Linked DNA regions of Nomascus leucogenys: region 1 is linked to region 2. A link is a contact called in public Hi-C data. All regions are on one chromosome and are shown on one strand. Each heading gives the region's core, a stretch centred on a gene start, on an enhancer-like site or on the middle of the called end of the contact. The rest is flanking DNA. Distances are from core to core; before and after follow the strand shown. Region 1 overlaps PIK3C2B (phosphatidylinositol 4-phosphate 3-kinase C2 domain-containing subunit beta). Region 2 holds the start of PIK3C2B (phosphatidylinositol 4-phosphate 3-kinase C2 domain-containing subunit beta).

Evidence for each region. A called contact is a pair of places that touch in the nucleus more often than the background predicts.
Region 1: a Hi-C map of a lymphoblastoid cell line shows a contact between it and region 2, with 4 times the contacts expected there. The contact joins the enhancer-like site here to the promoter of PIK3C2B in region 2. A contact is called at or near these places in 3 of 4 Hi-C or Micro-C datasets (a lymphoblastoid cell line and an unstated tissue).

Annotation. Positions count from the first base shown.
Region 1 is chr5:56,236,289-56,243,455 of Asia_NLE_v1, forward strand. It overlaps PIK3C2B (phosphatidylinositol 4-phosphate 3-kinase C2 domain-containing subunit beta), which reads left to right. Exons shown (of 32, transcript XR_004030127.1): 10 at 466-499; 11 at 1,470-1,665; 12 at 2,729-2,851. Among named protein-coding and RNA genes, the nearest start is that of PPP1R15B, 42 kb to the right of the region's middle. Within about 2 kb of position 3,538, the one cell type or tissue checked has an H3K27ac peak away from gene starts, as active enhancers do. A contact at or near this core is called in a lymphoblastoid cell line, where this site is marked.
Region 2 is chr5:56,193,589-56,200,779 of Asia_NLE_v1, forward strand. It overlaps PIK3C2B (phosphatidylinositol 4-phosphate 3-kinase C2 domain-containing subunit beta), which reads left to right and starts at 2,224. Exons shown (of 32, transcript XR_004030127.1): 1 at 2,224-3,534.

The DNA of each region.
Region 1 (7,167 bases), core at 2,288-4,787, 44 kb after region 2:
GAGGTTGAGGGAGAGCTACCTGGGACTGCTTGTTGGGAGCCCAGGCCAGTAAAGGCTTTATTCACAGTCACCAAGGCATTGCCTGACAGTCTGCATATCCATCAGGGTGCAAAAACAAACCAGGAGGAAAATCTCTCTAGAGCCAGGGGCTCCGGGACTCCAGCAGGGGCTGTGTGCTCTGCAGACAGGGCCAGCACCATAGGCACCGTGATCTGCAGCCGAGTAGCCTGAGGGTTGAGATATCTCAGAAGGGTGGACACGATGATTGCTATCCTCCGTCAGCTCACTCTGTCCATCATACAGATCTGGTACAAACCATTACTCTATCCTCTCTGGGGATTCTCAGCTCCTCACATTTCAGCCCATTCTGGTCCAGATGAGCGCAGCTGTGAAAAGCCCTTCTTCCAGCTGTGACGAAAAAGGCTATGGCCCTGAAGCTCCCCTCCCTCTTCTTTTTCCCAACAGGATCCCAGTGTCTTGGCTGTGAGGGAAAACCGAGGTAAGGGAACTGCTCTCCATCTTCATCCAGTCGGGCTGCTGAAAACTGCAGTCTCTGCCCAGATTCCTTTTTCTGCCTGGCCCCCTTGATTTATGTGTCGGAGTTCGGCTGGGGTGTGTGTGTGTGTGTGTGTGTGTGTGGTGTGTGTTCCTATATGAGGTGTGGACACAGCTGGAGAGCACATTTCTTTCCACAAAGTGTTTTCTCATTATTTTTCCTAGTCATTCCTCCTGGTGTCCCTGGGAGATGGTGATGAGGGGGTAGAAGTGTGGGAGTGGGGTGGTGGGGCAGCACTAGCCCTGTGATCCAGATGGGAAGCCTCCCACTTGGGTAGATTGTGATTATTCTCCCAACAGCTCACACTCGCTACCTTTCCGATTTAGAGTGGGCCTTGGGAGAGGATGAGAAAGAATTTTCCCTACGATTTTTCTAGGATTCCCCTGTTGTGTCCTTCAAGCTGAACTTTGCCCTAAGACTGACCTATATCCCTGGGATTCCTTTGTTTTGGTTTTGTTTTTTGTTTTGGCATCCCTGGAGTTCTTATGGTGATTCCCAGTCTTTTGGATTTCATAGACCAGTAAAATGTCCCCCAAAGTATTTGGGGGGCCAAGAGAGAATTGGCAGCCTTTTACTTGGCCAAACTTTTTTGACCTTTGCTTTTTTGAAGCAACTGACAATAATTATTAACATTGTTTCCTAAAAGAAAGGACATTTTAATGCTAAGTAGCAATACGTAAAAATAAGGATTATGTTTAACATTGTATAACTGTCATTTTATGAAAAGCTCATGACACGCTTCTGCTTTTTTCTCATTTCACTGCAGATGGGTGAACTTTGTCACAGCTATTAGAGACTGACTAGCATTTGGGGACCACTGTCTTAGGCCATCCCATTCTAGCCAGTGCCATGGCAACAAGGTAGGGCTTGTGGAGGCCTCATGACTTTCCCTTCTGACCCCTTCCCTTCCCAGAGAAGGTTGTGGAAGCCCTGACCGCTGCCATCTTGGACCTGGTGGAGCTGTACTGCAACACATTCAACGCAGACTTCCAGACGGCAGTGCCCGGGAGCCGCAAGCATGACCTGGTCCAGGAGGCCTGCCATTTCGCTGGGTCCCTGGCCTTCACTGTCTACGCCACCCACCGCATCCCCATCATCTGGGCTACCAGGTGAGCCCAGGGCTGAGTAGCCACTAGGGAGCAAGCTGAGTTTGACCTCCACCAGGGCTTTTTCCTATCTGCATGTAATACCACTGTCCTAAGTCTTAGGATGTGTGGCATTGTGTGACATTGTGGTGCAATGGGGCTGCGGGGATGAGCCAAGTGCCTGAGGAGGACTTGGGCTGGGAACATCCTAGAGGAGAGAGGAGGTCCCTTAGGAGATGAAGAAGATCCTGTTATTCCCTCTTGGTGCTGGCTGCCTCTGCATCCCTGCCCCCTCCAGATCCAAGACCAGTGGAAGGAAACGTGGCAACAGATGGCCGATTCCCAGATAGAGTGCAGCTCCCTGGCCAGTGGGAGGGGGCGGGGAGGTGGGATTGACCCTTTGTCTGGGGTTCTCTAGGCCTGCGGGGGTGGGTGGAGGAGGATGTTCTTCTGGTAGAATCCTCAACGCCTCTATTGGGTCCCCAGCATCCAAGGCCTGAGGGAATAGGCACTGGGCCCTACCCCGCCCCTGCCAGTCCCCTTTCCCCAACCCCCTTCCCCTTCTCTCTTTGTTCCTCACTTAATGTATTCCTCTGGGCGATTGGCAGAGAACAAAGGAGGCAGCCTGGGAAACCGGGGCCTTCTCTGACCTCTTCTGTCAGGCACCTGTCATGAGCCACAGGGACCCCCGTGTGTTGGCATTCATGTCGGCATATGTCGTCTTCCTCCCCCACCCTTCTCACTTGCGCATGCACGTGCGCGCACACACACGCACGCACACACAGACACTCAATGGGCTGGAGGTTTCTATAAAGAGGCTGGGTGGCCGGTTCCCATTAAAGAAAGAAAAACCACAAGGCTCAGCGTGGAGCCTAAAACCGAGCAGAGGAATCCAGATTGAGTTGCTTTGGCCTGAGCACATTTCCTTACATCCAGTTTGGCTGTCCTATCCGGAGATCCCGTGTTACAGCCCTCAGAGACTGAGAGTTTTACCAGGGGAAATGGATTTTGGCCTTAGAGGGATGCATAGGTTTGGGTGATTGGTTTTGGGAGCTGGGTGTCCTGACCTGCTCCCTTTCTTTTGTAGCTATGAAGATTTCTACCTCTCCTGCTCCCTCAGCCATGGCGGCAAGGAGCTGTGCAGCCCCCTGCAGACCCGAAGAGCTCACTTCTCCAAGTACCTCTTCCACCTCATCATCTGGGACCAGCAGTAAGCCCTTCCCCCAGGCTCCAGTGCCCAGGTCACTGCAGACCTGCTCAGCCTCTGAAATATCCCTGGGGCCAGATAACTAGTCCAGGACAAATGATAAAACCAGTCTTCCTTGTTAACCCTAACTGGACAAGTCATTCAACCTCTTGAGTCTCCACTTCCCTGACTCCTTTTTTTTTTTTTTTTTTTTTTGAGAGGGAGCCTCGCTTTGTTGCCCAAGCTGGAGTGCAGTGTTGCGATCTCGGTTCACTGCAAGCTCCGCCTCCCAGGTTCACGCCATTCTCCTGCTTCAGCCTCCAGAGTAGCTGGGACTACAGGCGCCCGCCACCACACCCAGCTAATTTTTTGTGTTTTTAGCAGAGATGGGGTTTCCATGTGTTAGCTAGGATGGTCTCGATCTCCTGACCTCGTGATCCGCCCGCCTCGGCCTCCCAAAGTGCTGGGATTACAGGCATGAGCCGCCGCGCCTGGCCTCCACTTCTCTGACTCTTAAAGGAGCCAAGTATAATTACCACCTCTCAAGTTCTCATGAGGATCCAATGAGAAGTATCTATAAAGGCTCTTTGTAAACCATAAAAAACATATAAATGTTAGTTGTTAATTTTAATAATACTTTATTTTCTGATCTTGTCTCCCTTAAAGAGTTTAAGTAGTTGGAGGGCTTCTCATCCTCTTCCTTCTTCCCTCAGTTCCTGTAGACTATGGCAAGGAGACTGTGCTTTTCCCTTTATATATAGAGAAGGGAGGGTTGTCTAGAGAAAGAATATTGAGCTTGGATTCCCAGGAGTGAGCCTCTATTTCTAGCTCTGTCTCAAATACTACTTTCTCTCTATTCTTTCTGTGCCTCATTTTCTCAAACTGAGAAATGGGGACATTTGTTTCACTCAGAGGCAGTTATGGCGTCAAGATGAGATAGGTGGGTTATAAATATAAATATGAAACCAAAAGCACAAGGTGGTATTAATCACCACATGTAAACAATAATTTGGTGTTGGGAAGGTAGGCGTCAGCCAAGCAAAGCAGGAAGGAAATGGAGGAGAGGGTGCCTTGCTTGAATGGGGACACTGCAGGGGTTTTCCTGCCCTGTGCCTCGTCTGTGCTATGCTCTACCTTCCTTCCAGTCAGTCAGAAAATCCCCTGTTTGCTGCCCCCAGCTTTGCTTCCCCACACTGACTATATTAGAGTCCTCATTTGCAGAGCAGCACTGCAAGCTAAGTGTTTGGAGCACAGATTAAAGAGACTGAGGGAGGGTCCTGGGGAGGCCGAGGATGCAAAATAGGTAGATGAAGAATCTGGAGATGCTGGAAGAGGTGGGTCCTTTTACAGATGGACAACTGGGAAAATGGACCCTTTCTTATGCCCTTCACACTTAGGTAATTCTTAGAGCAATAAAGGTGTATATGGCTGGGCACGATGGCTCACACCTGTAGTCGCCGCACTTTGGGAGGCCAAGGTGGGACGATCACTTGAGCTCAGGAATTTGAGACCAGCCTGGGCAACACAAAGAGGCCTTATCTCTACTAAAAAATTATTTTAAATGAGCCGAGTGTGGTGGCATGCATCTGTAATCCTAGCTACTTAAGAGGCTGAGGTGGGAGAGTCAATTGAGCCTGGGAGGTGGAGGCTGCAGTGAGCCATGATCACACCACTGCACTGTAGCCTGGGCAACAGAGTGAGACCCTATCTTAAAAAAAAAAAAAAAAAAAAGCACACAGGGTGTGCATTAAAGGTCCTTAAGCAAACAACTGCCAGGACAGGAGAAACTCCTTGCGGGCAGAGGATAGCTGCATTAAATGGCCCTCGAGTTCCACCATTCCCTTGGGATTTTTTGGTCACAATTGCTGCTGCTGTCAAGAGAAGGGGTGCCAGCCTGGGCAACAAGGGAGACCCAATCTCTACAAAAAATACAAAAAATTAGCCGAGTGTGGTGGCATACACCTGCGGTCCCAGCTACTTAGGAGGCTGAGGTGGGAGAATCACTTGAGCCTGGGAGGTCAAGGCTGCAGTGAGCATCCAGCCTCGGCAACAGAGCGAGACCCTGTCTCAAAAAAAAAAAAAAAAAAAAAAAGAATGGGGTGCTGTACAGTGTTCTGGCCCAGGAGGACTTTAAAAAATTGGGCTTAAATCCTTTTCTCATACAGTATCAGAGGTAGAGAGGCAGCCCAGCCTGCCCCATGAGTTTCATTTTGTTCCCTGAGATCCCTACCTTGAATTTTAAAGGGCCAGTCCCCTGCCTAGAGCCTTGTGAAGGGCATTATCTTGCACTGCCCATCCAGATGCCCCGAATGAGACTTCTTGGCCCTTCATGGTCAAGACCAGGACATTTGGGGGAAGGCGTGCCAGCGTTCTGAGGACAGGCTTTGGGCCAGTCATTCTCTCCTTCCTACTGTAGTTGCAGCCTCCGGCAGGTCTTTCAACCTAGAATGGTGGCGATAATAGGGCCTACCCTACAGGATTGTTTGAGGAGCAGTTAGGACACTGTAAATAAAGTACTTGGCACAGGCTTCTTAGCTGGGGAGCCCTCTTGGTTTTGGTTTCTCTGTTCCAAGCGACTGACAAACTGGCTGATACATGGGGATACGTGCGCATGAAAATACTATCTGTATAAGCCAGTGCCAATGCAGTAACCACAGCGTCACATAGCAAAAAGTACACAGTGCACACACATCATGCAAGTGAAGCTATGTTCCCCTTTTCCCTGATGAGAAACTGAGGCACAGAGATGGGAGTTAAGTTGCCCAGGATTGTGAGTGGCAGAACCAGGACTAGAGCCAACCAGCACATTCCAGGAATCCTTCCTGGAGGAGGCAGCCTGTGTGATACGATGTTGAATGGGCTGCAGGAAGGAGAGGGGTTTCTCAGGGAGGAAGGTAAGGGCCACAGCCAACGTAATGATTATCCTGACCAGCCCTGGGTGAAGGTCTGTGGGAGAGGTTGTGGAATACCAGATATACCCAAGGACTGAAGGGAAGAGGGCCTTGGCTCACTCTGGTTTCACTCATAAAGTCTTCTCACTCCCCTTTTCCTTAAGACATGAAGCTGGAAGCTTCTTCCTTGGGCGAAAAGAAAGGGCTCAGGACCAGCTCCCTCTCCCCTTTGCTATGGGGTCAGCTGATTCTCTGCCCCACTGTAGCGGTCCAGGGATCAGCTAACTCTCAAAATAGGCTCAGCAGCCGTGCTTTGTCACCTCTAGCCAAGCCCTGGCCTGGCATGTCTGCTGGCTGCTGGAGGGGCCCTAATTATAGCTGTGGGCCCCCAGGGTAGAGGCAGCTGGGACAGAGCAGGGCTCTGCCAGTCTGTGGTGGGCTGGAGGGAGTGCCTCACTTAGGTGGAGATTCCTCTGGAGGACAGCGGTGGAGGCAGGCTGCTTTATCATGAAACAGCTAACCTTGGGGGTGGCCGCCCTGCCTCTGTGCTCTCTGGCATAGAAGTTGCTGGGCCCTGGGCTGGCCAGGAGGGTGTGACAGTATGGACTTTGGCCCAGGGACAGCTTCCCCGAAAGGTAACGTGGGTCCTCCCTGCCTTTCCACAGCTCCCCTCCCCTGTGTACTTCACCCCACCCAGCAGTTCCTTATCCTGAGCTTAGAGGGAGTGGCTAGGTGTGATTCAGACTGAGAGACCTGGAGAGAACTTATGGGCTTGAATAGTGGTGGGGCTTATGTGTCTCAGTTCTCTTGGCCCTGCCATTGGCTTTCTTACCACTGGGGGACTTGGAGAAACCCCTCCTCTTTGTCCCTTTGGCTTTGAATCTGTTTGGGAGTGGGGGTGAGAAAAACCTATCGTGTGTCCCTGGGGCTGGGTGAAGGGGACTCCTGTGAGGACAAGTGAGAGGGCTGTGGGGGAGGGTGAACCGAGGGCAGAGAACATGGTGCTTCTTCCTGGTGGCTCTCAGCAGCAAGAAGTGGGGGAGGGATGGGGACTGTCAAATGGAAAAGGAGGACAAAAGGAGTAGCTTTGTGGATGCTCTGCAGAAATTCTAAAACAAGGAAAGGAGCAAGGCTGACAACATGGGACGTGTCATCACCTGAACTCTGAGGTGGCTGTGCTAAGCAAGTTCTGTCCAGGCACTATGGGTAGCCTCAAAATCAGGATGTTTGCCTCACTCTACTGCAAAGCTCCAAGGACACCACATTGTGCTTCTGGGAACATCCAGTGGGGGTTTCGCCTAGTTTGGGACCTCTCCTGGTTCTGCAGGAGGAGGGCTTCCTCAGGGAGTGTGTCTGAACCCCGAGAGGGAGGCTGTAGCCTCAGCCTCAGCCTCAGCCTGACTTCCTGGGCCACCTGTTGCTTGAAGCCACAGGAGGGGCCCCTCCTAA
Region 2 (7,191 bases), core at 974-3,473:
GTCCTACATGTTAGTTGATTTTAAGCAGGAGAAGCAGATATTTGCTTTGGAAACATCACCCTGGCTGGGGTTACTTGAGAAAAGATTGGAAGGGGAATAAGACTAGAGGTAGCCCAGTCCCTTTCTTCCCCCTTCTTCAAGATTCACAGCCTTTGCTGAGCTTCACTTTCCTCCTTGAGGACTTCCTCTTTTGTCAGGAGCCCTCTTGTCCTTTTATGCCTCTACTGTACCTATCTTGGAAATCTGACCTCATGAGGTCACCTGGTCTTCCAAGTGCTGCAGAAGAAAATGATGAAAACATTCGAATGTTTTTATTCATAGCCACAACATATTAGAGTATCCAATGCCAGCTGTATCTTCAACTCTGCTGACAATTTTCTCTCTTTCTCCTCTCTCTGGAGCTACCACTCTCATTCCTTATTCCTTTCTATCTTAACCTTAACCACTTTTTTTTTTTTTTGAGATGGAGTTTCACTCTTGTTGCCCAGCCTGGAGTGCAATGGCGCGATCTCGGCTCACCGCAACCTCTGCTTCCCTGGTTCAAGCGATTCTCCTGCCTTCGCCTCCCGAGTAGCTGGTATTACAGACATGCGCCACCACACCCAGCTTTTTTTTTATATATATATTTTTAGTAGAGACGGGGTTTCTCCATGTTGGTCAGGCTGGTCTGGAACTTCCAACTTTAGGTGATCCACCCACCTCAGCCTCCCGAAGTTCTGGGATTATAGGCATGAGCCACCGTGCCCAGCAACCTGAACCACTTTCTTTAAGCCTTTAACCTCATCTTGAGCCTTTCTCTCTCAGCAGATTGCTTAGAGACTACCAGGCAGCAACCAGTCCTCTCAACATCTAGTCTCAAGTTCTAGTCTCTTTACCAGTCTACAAATGCCTCTGCTTTTGTACAGCCTTCCTCTCAAAGATATCAGAGGCAGCTCCACCCCATATGCCTGGGTCCCAACTCCCTCCTATTCATGATCTCGCTCTCCTTGGTCTTACTCTTCAGCATATGGACATGCTTAAGCCTTTCTTATCCTGAAAAGAAAAAAAAAAATCTCTCCTCTGATCCTGCATTCCCCTCTACCCACTGCCTTATATTTCTCCTTGTCTTAAATTGCCAAGCTTCTAGAAAAACCATGTCCCTTTTATTCTAGATCCAGGTTCATTCGTTCACTTACTGACCAATAATTTATTGAGCACCAGCTTTGAATCAGGGAATGAATCAGGCCTAGAACCCACTGGAGGCTGGTTTAACTATGACCACTCTTACTCCATGAGCACCAGTGACTTTCTTGCCCACCCAAAGGGCATTTTCCAGCCCTACCCTCCTGGAGGTTCCTGCTGCACTGGTTATCCAGTCATTCTCTTCTGAGATTCTCCCACCCTAGTTTCTGACACTCTGTGGCCTCCAGTTTTTCTCTTACCTCTCTGGTTGCTTCTTCTTTCCTCTTTATGCCCATCTGGATGACCTCATACAGGCTTATAACTTCACTGACTACCTATAACCTACAGAATCCAAAGCTGCTATCACTTGTCCACACCCCAATATGAGTTTAGTTTCATAAGTTTGCTGTCTACTAGACATCCCCATCTAGACATTCCATAGATACCTCAAACCCAACATGTTCAAAATTAAGCTCAAGATCCCTCTGCCAACACCTGGGCCCTGTCTTCCTAATTGTCCCTAACTTAGGGAATGGTACCACCTGCCAACAATTTCTAAGGCTTCACGTAGGGAGTAATTCCAGAGTCCTCCTCTTCCCTAATTTCCTACATTTTATATATTTATCAAATATTATTGATTTCTCTTCATAAGTATCTCTTGTATCTGCCCGTTTTTTTTCATCCCCACTGCCACAGCTCTGGCACAGTTTTGAGATTCCGGCTCCTGAGATCAGGAGTAGCATTATATACATTACGACATATGTGCAGACCAAGCTGCCTTCAGTTAATTATCAAGATGTTTCACCTACATTCTCTCCTTTGATCATTATGAAAGCCCTGCGTGATAGATGAGGACGCTATTCTTGATATTCAGAGGGCGAAGTGGACTACTGAAAGTCACAAGCATTGGGTACAGAAGGCACTGTAGGATCAGAAAGGGGAGTGATCCCTTTCCTCCCCATCATAAGAGTCACAGCCAACACTTCTATAACAAAAGACAAGTTAACAAGAGAAAAGCATAACAAATTTATTTAATCATGGTTTTACTTGAGAGGCTGAGGACCAGGTGTTAATCTTCATAGTCTGTCGAGAAAGAAAGAAGAAATGAGGGCAGTGGAGGAAAACACGATTCACGTTTTTAGGAAAATATACTTTGAGATTAGTGATCGTTGGTACTATGCAAACCAAATGCAAACGAGGAGCTGGCCAACTCATGGTTTCTTTTGGGTGGAGCCTTTGGGAAAATTCTTCCAGAGACCACTGCTGGAAGAAAGGTATTTAGAGTAGAAAATTTAAATATAACATATTGTATGAAAGGATTTTTTTTTTTTTTTCTCACTACCCTAGTTGGGTTGGAGGATCCTCTATCTCCTCTCCCTACTTAGGTTGACTGCTATTTTCTGGATCGCAGCTCGGAAGATCCACCTGGGCGAATACAAAAACAGACAAGACTCCCCTTCCAGAAAGGGAGGAAGGAAGGAGACAGAAAGACGAATGACACTGAGCATGTAAAGCCCGGAGACGGCCTCTCTCTACCCCAACTTAACCCTCAAGGTAGGGGATCCCCCGAACATCGCTACCGTAATTATGGTAGAAATTCCTGAAACGGATAACTGGACCTCAGCACCGTCATTTCTAGCAGAATGATTGCGCTTTCCTCTGACCCAAAGCCAAGGGGTTCCAGCAGGGGAAAGTAACGACCATCCGCAAAAACCCTCACCCAAGTGGGGAGTGGAAATCCTGGATCTTGGGTTGCAGAGCACAACTTGACGCCAGCGCGTTTCTCTTCCCCCACGCAATGGCAAGTGGGGCGGGAGTCGGAGGGGAGAGGAGGAGAGGAGAAGAGAAGAGGAGGGGGAAGGGGAGGGGAGAGGTGAAGGGCGGCCCGGGTTCCAGCAGCCGCCCCGCCCTCCGGCTCGCGGCGGATTCGGCGCCGCGGCTGGAGCCGGCGGCCGGGTGGCAGCCTGTCCAGGCAGGGTCTGGCCGAGCCTTGCGTCGCCGTGCAGTGCGTCGGGTGTCCGGGAGATGGCTTCCCCTCTCTCGCCCGCTGCTCCCGCTATTGTCTCACCCGGGGTGGCCTGACTCTGCGAGCTCGCGCACGCTCTCAGCAGAGAGCACCCCTCCCCACCCCCACAAGCTGGTCCTTGCGCCCTTTGCTACCTCTCCCTCTGCCCCTTGGAGCCTAGGGTCTGTGCGGAGCCTGGAGAGGGAAGCGGCCCGGGAGCAGGCGGCGTGCGGCCGGCCAGCTCCTCTCGCGCTGGTGCAAGAGGCGCCTGGAGCCGCAGAGCGAGCCCGGGAGGCGCGGAGCGAGCAGCCCACGTCGCCGGGCACAAGACACGTCGGGTGTTGCAGCAGACCCCGCAGCTAGCGCAGGTAGGACACGCACCCTGCGGGTTGCATCGGCCCCAGGGTCTGTAAAGTGCCCCCAGAGTGGAGGCAGCCGAGGTCAGGGGGCTCTCCCTCCAACATGGCAACAGCGGAGGTGCAACAATGGAAGCAGCCGAGGGTTCCTGGCGGCTGGCTGAGCGGCGGACGCCGTGGGAGCCCGAGCTCCTGCCCGCCGGGCAGAGCAGGTTGCCCCTCACCCCACCCCACTCCACTCCAGCAGCTTCAGGGCCTCTGGGGCTCCAGGCACCCGCGTCCCCACCCCCTTCTCGCTAAACACACTTCCTGGCTCCCAGCTGCAGGGCGATCTGAACCAGCCAATGGCTTTGGGGTTTGTTTATTTAAGATGAGAAATAAAAAAAGCAAAACCTGTCCTGTGATGGGGTTAGTGCCTTCTGTGGACTGGGTGAGAAGTCGGCATCTAGCCTGGGGAATGTGTACATTTCTTAGCCGGGCGGAGGGTAGGATTGGATTCTCCCTTATAAGGATACTGCAGCAAAAGGAGACTGAAAGCTTGAAGGAGGGAGAGGGACCCTCAGGCCTGAGTTCGCCGGTGCTGGGAGAAGGCGCTGCTCTCCTGGCCTATACTTGTCCCTCGTTTTCAGCTCCCGACAGCGGTGACTTTGATGTTGGAGGAGCAATCGCAGCAGGAAGCGCAAGCAAGGCTGCCAAGCTGGTGTGGGGTGGAGTAGGGTGGGGAGCCCAGGGGCTTGGCAGGCTCCTGGGTTGTGGGAAGAGGTTACCAAATGTATGAGGTTAGTACACACACCCTAGTTGGCTGATGTTGAAGAGTGTGTGTGTGTGTGTGTGTGTGTGTGTGTGTGTGTGTGTGTGTGTGTGTGTGTTTTCTGCCATCGCTCTTGCTCCTTCAGGCCTGCCTTTTCTCCATCTCCACCCGCTTCTGGGGTCTTCGTAGCTTCCCTGCCTCAGCCCTTCCAATCATGCCTGGGATGGAATCGCTGTATTGTCTCTGGCAGCCCTCTTGGGCTGTTTTTTCTCAACTCTGTTGGAGAGTTTTGTACCCTGGGCTGGCTGGTCCCAGCATGGCACCAGATTCTTTAGCAGGCAGCTACCCAGGCTCCAAGAAGTGGGCCAATGCTGCCCCTCCTCCTTGCTCTAAACTACCTATTTGGGATATGGCCAGGCAGATGTAAGCAATTTGTACTAAATTCCAACCCTGAATCAGTGCTGAATGAAAACTTACTCTGTTGCTGTATCAGGCCTTGGGAAGATATTAGGAAGAGAAATGGCCCAGGGGGTGGCAATGCCGACCCCCAAATACTTCCCTCTCCCCAACTCCAGCTGCCGATCCCAGAGCAGAGGCAGTGAGCCTTTGGAATTCCAGCTCCTCCAGAGTTTGGCGGTCCCATCTTGAGGTTGTGTCCATGGAAAAATTAAGTCGAGGCACATTTTATAGCTCTGCTTGGCAGCCAGTGTCTGAAGAGATGGTGGCTCCAAGCTGGAGCCCTAGACCCAGACTGTGGCTACTTCTCCTTTGGCCTTTGGGTGAGCCTGAGGTTTGATTGCCATGGCTCTGAGCTTACTGCTCAGTGTGTATGGATGAATCTGATCAAGTTCTCAGGCCTGGCTGCTTGTCCATTTCCTTCTCCACTGGAAGCATGAGTGAGAAAGGGCCAAGGGGGTGTGCTGGGTGAGGAAGGGTCAGTTTATCTGGGGACTTGGGCTGTTTTGGGGGGAGCTCCTTTGGACTTCCTTGGTGGTCTGTAATGCCTTTGGTCTTTGTCATGACCTAGTATGCTCTGGCAGATACTCTATACCCTCTTGGGCCTTTGGTCCCTGCTTGGTGGTGTCCCCACTCCTCCTGTGCCTGGTGCTTTGCATCTATATCATGTCTGTGGTCCTTCAGCCAGGATAGCCCTGGCCTGGACCAGTGGGTAGAAAAATGAGGTCTCTGTTCCTTTCAGGGGCTTGTAACTAGCCATAAGGTTCAGGCTCATGTTCCCAGGATGTGAACTTGGACATCATAATGTGAAGTAGTAGAGAAAACAGTGTCTTCGTATGACTTTCTTTTTAGCTATGTGAGCACTGACAATTTGTGGACCTAAGATTTAGTCTGTATATTTGTAAAATGGAGGTGGGGGAGTAGCCATGGCTCACAGGATTAATACTGAAATACTGCTTACCAAGAACTAAACAGAATCATGTGTGCAAAAGTACCCTGAACACTACAGAGTACTTTACAAATGATTATTCATACTGGGTTTAGCCTCCCTCATAAGGGAGGGAGAACTGTCAGGGATGGGGATAGGGTGGGATCTGAGGGCCACATGGAGTAGGGAATGTTTTGGGACCGTTTCTTTCTTGCTAAGGAAAGAGTAATGTGACAATACCAAGGTAACTGCTGTATTCCTTGGGTATTTTTCTTTAAATAGTGTTGGCAGGATGGGAACTGAGAGAGAAGGAAAGGCTGCCTCATGATATTTGTAGGAATTGAGGAGGGATAAACACCTTCCAAAGGCTGGCTACTGCCTATAGAGAGGATAGTGCTGAGCTGGCAAGTAATGTAATCGCTAACACCCACTGATGTTAGCCAGCTAGTAAATGGTAGAGGTGGGATTTGAAGCAAGCAGTCTCACTCCATACCCTGTGCTCATAGCCTCAGTGCTACTCAGAGAGATATTGGGTCTTGGGAGAACAGAAAGGGACAGCAAAATTGTGGAATTCATTCTTTTTGTTTGTTCTTGAGACAGGGTCTCTCCCTGTTGCCTAGGCTGGAGTGCGGTGGGCTCAAGTGATCCTTCAACCTCAGCCCCCACCCTGAGTAGCTTGGACTATAGGCATGCACCACTATGTGTGGCTAATTTTTAAATTTTTTGTAGAGATGGGGTCTCAGTATGTTGCCCAGGCTGGTCTCAAACTCCTGGCCTCAAAGGAACCTCCTGCCTTGGCCTCCCAAAGGGTTAGGATTATAGGCATGAGCCACTATGTCCAGCCTCAGAATTCATTTTTTTTTTTTTTTTTTTTTTTTGAGACAGAGGCGAGCCCTGTCACCCAGACTGGAGTGCAGTGGTGCCATCTCGGCTCACTGCAACCTCCATCTCCCAGGTTCGAGGGATTCTTGTGCCTCAGCCTCCCAAGTAGCTGGGATTACAGGCGTGTGCCACCATGCCTGGCTAATTTTTTGTATTTTTAGTAGAGACAGGGTTTCACCATGTTGGCCAGGCTGGTCTCAAACTCCTGACCTCAGGTGATCTGCCTGCCTCAGTCTCCCAAAGGGCCGGGATTACAGGTGTGAGTCACCATGTCCAGCCTCAGAATTCATTCTTAAGGGATTCCTTGAATGCCCATGAGACGTCACCAGCCTGGGACATCTCATGGGCATATAGGCATAATAAATTTTTCTGGGCCTCATCTGCTTTTCTATGCATTTTTATTTCCATGTCTACCTTCCAAGGAAGGAAGAGATGTAGGATAATCTGATCAAGTCACATTGCTGCCTTCTGAGCAACACTAATAGAAGGTTTGGGACTTGGAAGATCCTGGGGAAATTAAGGCAGATTTCTTGTTTTGGTTTTTTTTTTGTTTGTTTGTTTGTTTTTTTCAGACGGAGTCTCACTCTGTTGCCCAGGCTGGAGTGCAGTGGTGCAATCTCAGCTCACTGCAAGCTCCGCCTCCCGGGTTCAC